Regions from separate parts of the Macaca mulatta genome. Here region 2 is linked to region 1. A link is a contact called in public Hi-C data. All regions are on one chromosome and are shown on one strand. Each heading gives the region's core, a stretch centred on a gene start, on an enhancer-like site or on the middle of the called end of the contact. The rest is flanking DNA. Distances are from core to core; before and after follow the strand shown. Region 1 holds the start of HELQ (helicase, POLQ like). Region 2 holds the start of COQ2 (coenzyme Q2, polyprenyltransferase).

What was found. Hi-C and Micro-C count contacts between places; a contact is called where the count stands out from the background.
Region 2: a contact with region 1 is called in a Hi-C map of CD4 T cells, with 2.7 times the contacts expected there. The contact joins the promoter of COQ2 here to the promoter of HELQ in region 1. A contact is called at or near these places in 2 of 14 Hi-C or Micro-C datasets (CD4 T cells and blood).

What each region holds. Positions count from the first base shown.
Region 1 is chr5:50,286,305-50,290,407 of T2T-MMU8v2.0, reverse strand. HELQ (helicase, POLQ like) reads right to left here and starts at 1,687. Exons shown (of 18, transcript XR_013417853.1): 1 at 1,235-1,687. It overlaps MRPS18C (mitochondrial ribosomal protein S18C), which reads left to right and starts at 1,875. Exons shown (of 6, transcript NM_001266126.1): 1 at 1,875-2,021; 2 at 2,757-2,812. The coding sequence starts at 1,922.
Region 2 is chr5:50,457,050-50,461,043 of T2T-MMU8v2.0, reverse strand. It overlaps COQ2 (coenzyme Q2, polyprenyltransferase), which reads right to left and starts at 1,678. Exons shown (of 8, transcript XM_002808408.4): 1 at 1,537-1,678; 2 at 1,262-1,534. The coding sequence starts at 1,663.

The DNA of each region.
Region 1 (4,103 bases), core at 438-2,937:
AAATTAGCTGGGCACACTGGCACTCTCCAGTAGCCCCAGCTACTTGGAGGCTGAGGCTGAGAATTGCTGGGAAGCAGAGGTTGCGGTGAGCCGAGATCGTGCCACTGCACTCCAGCCTGGGCAACAGAGTGGGACTCTGTCTCAAAAACAACAACAACAACAACAACAAAAACCCAAAAAACACTTCAGCCTAGGGCTGTACCAAGTATATAATTATATGGTCACATATGGATCATAGACCTATATGTAAATAGATATCATCACCAATTTACAGCTGAAGAAATGGAGGCCCAAAGAGGTTAAATTACTTGGCTAAACAGCGGGTTTAGGAGTGTTACGATGATACTGAGATTCTAATTTTTGAGACAAGGTCTGGCTCTGTCACCCAGGCTGGAGTGCAGTGGCTGCAGCCACTTTTTTCTTTTTTCTTTTTTTCTTTCTTTTTTTTTTTTTTTTTTTTTTTTTAATAGAGACTGGGTCTCTGTTGCCTAGGCTGGTTTTGAACTCGAACTTCTGGGCTTAAGTGATCCTCCCATCTCGGCCTCCTAAAGCACTGGGATTATAGGCATGAGACACCGCACTTGGCCAGATTCTAATTGTTAAAGCTATACTAAAACAGCAGGAAGACTGGCAGACGTCTACTGAAATGTCAGTGCATTCGAAGTTTCTGATAACTGCAGCGCTTCCCTCTCAGACTACAATCTACAGAGACTGGCCTGTAACAGAAACATGGTTGTACCCCTAGACACTCCAAGGAGTTCCTAGGAATTTGGAATTGAGACTGATAATCTGAATACTGACTTGGAGTGGTCTACTACACATTAGAAAAACAAACCTGGAGGCAGCAATATAGTAAAGTGATTACGACAACAGGATTTGGAGCAAGAACTGTAGTATCTCAACTTTTCAGGGCCTGATTACTGTTGTAAAATCTAGACAATGTAACTAGTTTAACATAATGGGTCTTCAATAAACAGCAGATTTTATTTGTACAGTAGGAGCTGCAGTTATTTGGAAGCCTAGATTTGTGTTTCCGTCAGCCACTTATTTGCTGCGTGTACAACTTTTATGTCTCGGGGTTTACATTTCATATTTATATAGAGGCAATCAATACCTCCTAAGTGCCGATTAACAGTGGTAAAGAAAAGTAAACGAAGGCGATAAAACTGGTCAACTCTTTGCATCTGGGAAGGATGCCAAAAGTTTGCAGTTTCAAGTTCCAAGCCCTTCGTACCTGGTCTCCCACCCCTCTGTCAGTGGGCATGCGACGTAGGAGGTCCGGGTTTGTATCACCACCTCCAAGGACGAGACATTCGGGGGAATCTGAGAGTAGAAGGGGCTGTACCTCGACCGGCAGTACGCCCGCGGTTTTCCGCCGCCTGTTCTCAGCCACCATTTCCTCCTCCTCTTTCCCCTCATCTCCGGGCTCGAGCTCGGCCGCGGTGGGAGCGACAAAAATGCACCCCAGGCTTGGACGGTTCCTTTTGGGGAGAGACACCCGCCGGCGGATGCGGGAACCACCTTCATCCATGGCAAGGATCCAGGGCCCTATTCAGACGTCGTTCTCAGTGACCCAGAAGCTAAGCCCAAATGGAAAGGAGAGTGGGAGGCCAGCGCCCGCTTCTACATCCACCTTGGGAAAAGACCCCAAGTTAGTGCTCTGGGCTCGCGGACCGGAAGCAAGCATAAACTTCTACGTTCTCCTTCTCCAATCATAAGCCTCACGTGACCTGCAGCGTAGCGAGGGCTAGAACAGAAAGGTGCTGCGCATGCGTATTGAAAAACCTCACCTACTCTCGCGGGTCCTCAGCGTTCTCCTGCGGAACCTTTGAACCGCGTACTCGAGTCCACAGCGGAAAAGCAGAGGAAGGGGCCTTTCGGAACGATTCGGAGCGAAAGGAAGTGGAACAAACGCGGAACCATGGCAGCTATGGTTGCTGTTTGCGGTGGTCTAGGGAGGAAGAAGTTGACACGCCTGGTAACGGCTGCTGTCAGCCTTACACATCTCGGGACTCAAACGGGTAAAGTCTCCATATTCTATGCTCCGTTGTAGCGTTGCAGGCATTAACCTTAGTCCTAATGGTTGGTGGAGTCGTCCCTGTTAGCAAAACGACTCTAGTTTCTAGGCAATTTTCTCCAAGATGGTTGGGAATCTGTAATCGCCTTTGACTGTTTTAGAGTCGTCTAATCCACTCCTTTCTTTAAACGTATGAGGAAGCTAGAGTGGTTCTTAATTAAAAAGCAGAGACTTTCCTAAGATCTCCGGATAATCTTAGTGAGGAAGGGGCATTTCCAGAGTCGCCCAGTAGCAAATTCCAGTTGTCTAAGGTCCCCAAACAGAACAAAATTGTGTAATTTTTGCCATTTTATCTTCTCTGTGTTTCTCTATAAATTCTCTCTGGGACGGGTCTGTTACTCATTTTCTTTTTGTATGATAGTGCCTGTTGCTTCTCCTGTAAGAATTTGCATTAAGAATTTTCTCTAACCATGCGAATGAAGGGAAAATCAATGTCAGAAAGAGAGCAGGTATGGGTGGGAAAATACGTGCTTTTGCCCCAAAGCCCTGGAAAGCACACCCATGTTGAGTCTTACTCTGTCCCAAATATAAAGGTTTTTAACCAGTCATTCTGAATATAATGAATACAAAACCTTTAATATCGTGTCCCTTAGTTCATCCTGTCTCCATAAAAACAAAAATATTTAGCTATTCAGCTATGAAAAATAAATAGTTAATTGCTGTTTCTGTTTAATCACAGTGCTTTGGAGAAGAGGTTGTTCACAATATAAACAGGTATCCAGCAACGAGGACCTGGTAAGAATTTTTTTTTTCTATTAGTAAGGCATTTGCAAATATGACCAAATGTTTTTTTCTTTTTAAAACGAGAACTGGTATTAGACTCTAACATCTTTTATTTTAGCTACTTGAATAGAGTTCTGCTGTAGGACAAAACAATTAGATAATTACTCTGAGTTCAGAAATGATGATGAATTGATTGTAGTCAGTTGAGTTTGGAACTAGGGGAATTCCTAGATTAGAAGCAAAGCTGCTATAATACCATATTTTTCTTCCTAGATCTTAAATTTAAGGATATGTGATTTGGGAATCGGTTTCTTTACATAGCCCTTTATAAGCAAATGATTTGGGAATTTTAAAAGGTAGTTTGGGTGAGTAGAATTTTAGATAACTGAAAAGAGACTGTACAAAGCTTAGCTATAGGTTGGCTATAGTATTAGCATGGACTTGAAAGCACAGGTTCTTACTACATGCAAAGGTACTTTGACACTAATCAGACCATACAAAGCACTTGGCACAGAGCTGAATAGTAGTCACGTGAGCTGAATGTAAATTGGAAAGTTTGAAGAATTGGAAAAAACAAAAGAACTTGTCTAGTTTCTCTGAGCATCTGTCTTGGTAATCTAATCCATGCACCATACTTTAAGAAAGTAAAGGGACATTATTCCTTTTTTAGTTCATAAATCCCACTTTGTCTCTAATCAAAGTTATGGACCCTCTCCACAGAAAAAGGCACAAAGTTCCATTCATTTGAAGTTTTGCATACGATTACAGGGAGTCATGGGCTTCAGAGCCATTTCTAGATTAAGAACCTCTATCCTGGAGACAGCCATACTGACAGTAGGAGGGAGGCACTGTGGCAGAAGCATTAGGGCAGTGGTGGTAACAGAAAAGCCAGAAAGGCTAATGCAAACTTATATAGTAGCCTGGGGTGATAAAGTCAAAACAACCTTTTATTACAGTAAGTCATGGGCCATTATGTATAAAAATAGTGAAAAAATACTTGATAGAGACATGGAGATGGATAAATTAGGGATTGCACTCATTTAAGAATGCCGTATGTTATCTATTGTGTTACAAGTTTTCTTAAATCTAAAAATTTTTTCATTATCTACAATCTGAGCAAAGCATTGCAACAATCACTTTCTTATCAGACATCATTTTTGTTCTGCCGTAAACTCTTTTATTCTACAAAGATTGTACTTTATTCCAGAATCTTCCCATGAGTTCATTTGTAGGCTAAACTGAAACAAAATAAAGTGCTTATATAAAATATGTACACAGTAAGAAAGGTATAACTAATCCTTTG
Region 2 (3,994 bases), core at 429-2,928, 170 kb before region 1:
CAAATAGGTCGTGCATAAATCTAGAATACCAAAAGCAAGGCCTAATTTGGGTCTTGTATGGGCAAAAGTGGAGTGAATGTACCTAGGCCTTTGAATACATCCCCATACACTGCAATGGCAAATGTCATCATCTAGATTGGCTGGAGTTCATCCTCCACTTCTCCCTCCACGTTATCCAGCTTCTTCAGACCCGTTCTTGTCTAGTCTCGTTTCCCATTTTCCACACCCACTTGGTGTTCCAGGTCAGGCTTATAATCGTAGTGTTCTAACACCCCATCCTTGGTGCTTTGCAAAAATACTTCTCGCACTAAGATCTCTTCTCTCCTTTGCAAAATCAACTTGTCCCTTGGAGTATAATTTCTTCTTGAAACTTTCCAGCAAGGGACCCACAGCAATTTCTCTTTTTCCCTGTAGCACTTGCTATCTGTACCACTCATATTTGATCCATATTTTCCTAGCTCACCAAATAGTCTTTTTCAACTAGACCAGAGTTCCTTGAAAGCAAGGAGTTTCCATAGCTCTTTCTATCTCTATGGCCGGACAATGTAGTAGGAACTTATTAATTCACTTAACACTACTTGAGTAGCCAATCAACCAATAAGAGCATAAGGTTAGTGGTGCTATTAAGAAAAATTGTGGATAAAGCGATAGAAAGTGAGGTTGGTAGGTGTTAATTAAAATAAGAAAGTCAGGGAAATCTTCCTGTCGGGGGCGATTGTGAGCTGACAGGCAGTCCGTAAGCGCTGTCTCTGCTGCGTTCAAATGAATTAAATCTTTGCCTTATGGGTGACACAGGCAAAAGAGCTCCGACTCAGTATCAAAACACAGAGTTCTTCTAGTCTGGCTCTGACGAGGAGCCTTAGTTTCCTCAGCGTCTTAACTGTCTTAATTATTGTCTTTGTGGGCCTTACAAGATTGCGGGGAGGATCAAACATTCTAATAAATAAATGAGGGCCACGAGAACGGAACCTTCCGCTTGAGTCACCATTTAAACAAGTATTTGTGGAAAGAGAATTATCTTGCCCCGCTTCAGGTGCTCAGGATGCAGACAGACGTGAAACTGTCGAGTCCTTTAGGAGACTGTCCAGACTGCGTGTCCCGAAGCGACTCGCCCCTGGGCGCACGGCAGTCGGCAGCCAAGCCCAAGCTTTCATGCTCTCATTTCCATCACTTCCGGGCCGGCCGCCGCGGACAGCTCCGCGGAGCGGAGTCGGAGGCTGCTACTTGCAAATTCCCGGGCTGCCCGCCCGCCCGCACTCACCAATGGGTTTGTCCAACCGCATGAGGCGCAAGTACGGCTGCAGGGGGCGGGGCGCGGAGTTCACCACCGCCGCAGCGGACAGGCTGAGCTGGCGCCCGCGCGGCCCGGGACAGGCGGAGGGCTGCAAGTCACCACCGTGGGGCGCGCCGGTCGCACGCGCCAGGGTGAAGGAGCGGCCCCGCCAGCCCGGCAGCGACGCCAGTGCCACAGACCACAGGCCCCGCGCGAACCCCGCGGCTCGCGAGCCCAGCATGGCGCTGGGGAGGCCGGGAGAGCTCGGATTGACGTCATTCCCCAGCGGGCATGCGCAGTGGCATCCGCAGGATGCAATCCAAGTCTGCCAGGCTGGGCGGCGGCGTGGACAGAAGCTTTCCTCATCCTTACTTGAGAAAAAGGGGTCATCGTGGTCGCTTACTGTAAAGGAGGAATACTTAATGTAAAAGGAATTCCTGTTGGCAAAAGGCAAAAAAATTACGACAAATGTAGTTGTAATTTTTTACAACTCGATCTCGATTGACTTTGTGATTCTGTTATCGGGCAACACTAAAACAGGGGTCTCTGAGGAAACAAACAAAAAATAGAATCGGGCAACACCTTATTCCATAAAATAGAATAAGTGTTCCAAAGAGTCGAGCGGAGGAAGTTGGCTTTATAGACAGAAAAAGGGCTGAAGAAAGCAGAAGCGAAGAACAAAAAGCGTATTGGTCACTTCAAATTACTTTCACTGCGAGGAGGGGACAGGGAAACAACAGTAGAGAAGTAACTGATTGGTTAACATCAGGTTACTCCAGGTTAAGGACTAAAACAGGAAACTTAATTGTCATGACGATTGCATTTTGAAACGGCCTGGTTGGAAAATTGGCTGTTGTCTCTCTTTCCTGACTTCTCAGAATGTCAGATACAACTTAGTTTTAGTTTGGTGACTTGGAACTTTAGCATGGGTGACTCTTGATTCTTAGTCTGATCTGTTGAGACCTAGTGCAGGAACTTAGTTCAAAACAATGGCCCCCTATAATTTAACACTATTATTAGCTTTCTCCATAAAATGAAAAGGATAGTGTTTATACATATGAAACAGTTGTACCAGGAAAAAAAAAAAAGCTTTGAAAAACGTACTGAATCCAAAAGAATTTGCATACACGTTTAGCCATTTTAAAACAAAAAGGGCACCAAGTGGCCACATACAAGACTGTTAATTAAAACCGCATTCAGGATTAAGGGATGCTCATTACACAAGTGAAAATTTTAAATTTGACAGCCCTTCAAAGGAGTTCGTGTAATCAGCAGACAACCAGCGTGTGTGACGCTAAGAACCTGGAGCTGAAAAGTCATCACTCTTTTTTTTTGAGACAGAGTCTTGCTCTGTCATCCAGGCTGGAGACCAGTGGAGGGATCATGGCTCACTGCAGCCTCCACCTCTTGGGCTTAATCAATCCTCCCATCTCAGCATTCTAAATAGTTGGAAACTACAGACACGAGCTACCATGGCTGGCTAATTTTTTAATTTTTCGTAGAGAGGAGGTCTCACTGTGTTGCCCAGGCTGGTCTGGAACACCTGGGCTAAAGCGATCCTCCTGCCTCAGATGATCAGCAATCTTTCATAAGCAACTCTGTATACCGCTGTGTGCCAGGCACTTTACATGTATCATCTCATTTAACCTCTCACTGAGTAACCCTAGGCAAGTCACTCGTCTGGATTTTAATGTTCCAGGAAGTTGACTTAGTCTTTAGGCTCCTTTCCATAAAACCTGTACAATGATTCTGTGACTTCTTGCACATCTTAAATACAGCAAGTTGGATGCCTGGCCACTTTAGTGTAATGAGGCAGGGGGTACCTAGCCTTTCTCCTGCCTGCAAAGAATAAAGGCCAACAGGAAATTGAGTAACACTCCTAGTTGTTTAGATGGGAGACGATTTAGATCTGACTCAAACCTGAAAAGGGTGTAATATTAGTCATGTATTGCATCCGTGACTATCCAATTTAGGTCCAAACTCTTTGTTTAAAGAAATATATTAAGAATTTCAAGATGGCAACAGCAAGACATTAAACCAAGTACAAGGTCCTTCTTAGCGTAGGCCCTGGGTGACTGCACAGGTACCCATGATGCTGACCCTTCCCAGAAGTGATACAATCCTAAGATATTTGGTCCAGTTAAAGTGCACAGGAAACTGAGACATCACTCTGCTAATTTGTAGAACAAGAGAACAGTCACATAGAGTAGAGCCCTAACTTTCAGGAGTCTCCTCTGGACTAATGTCAAGGCACAGTATGCCTTTGGGAAAGCCATTTAACTGCTGCAAACTCTTCAGAAAAGGCAGAGACTAGGCTTTCTCTAAAAGGGCCTGTAAGGCTCCAATTCCTCATTTTGGATTGGGCAGGAATTCATTTTGTTTTAAACCTATTACACACAGGAACTGAAATGGTTAATTTTACATGTTAATTTGGCTAGGCCATAGTGCCAAAATGTTTGGTCAAAAATTATTCTGGCCAGGTACTGTGGCTCACACCTACGATCCCAGCACTTTGAGAGGCCCAGGTGAGAGAATTGCTTGAGCCCAGGAACTCAGGACCAGCCCGGGTAACATAGTGAGACCTCATCTCTACTGAAAATTCAAAAATTAGCTGGGAATAGTGGCATATGCCTGTGGTCCCAGCTACTTGGGAGACTGAAGTGGGAGGATTGCTTGAGCCTAGGAGGTTGAGGCTTCAGTGAGCCATGATCATGCCACTGC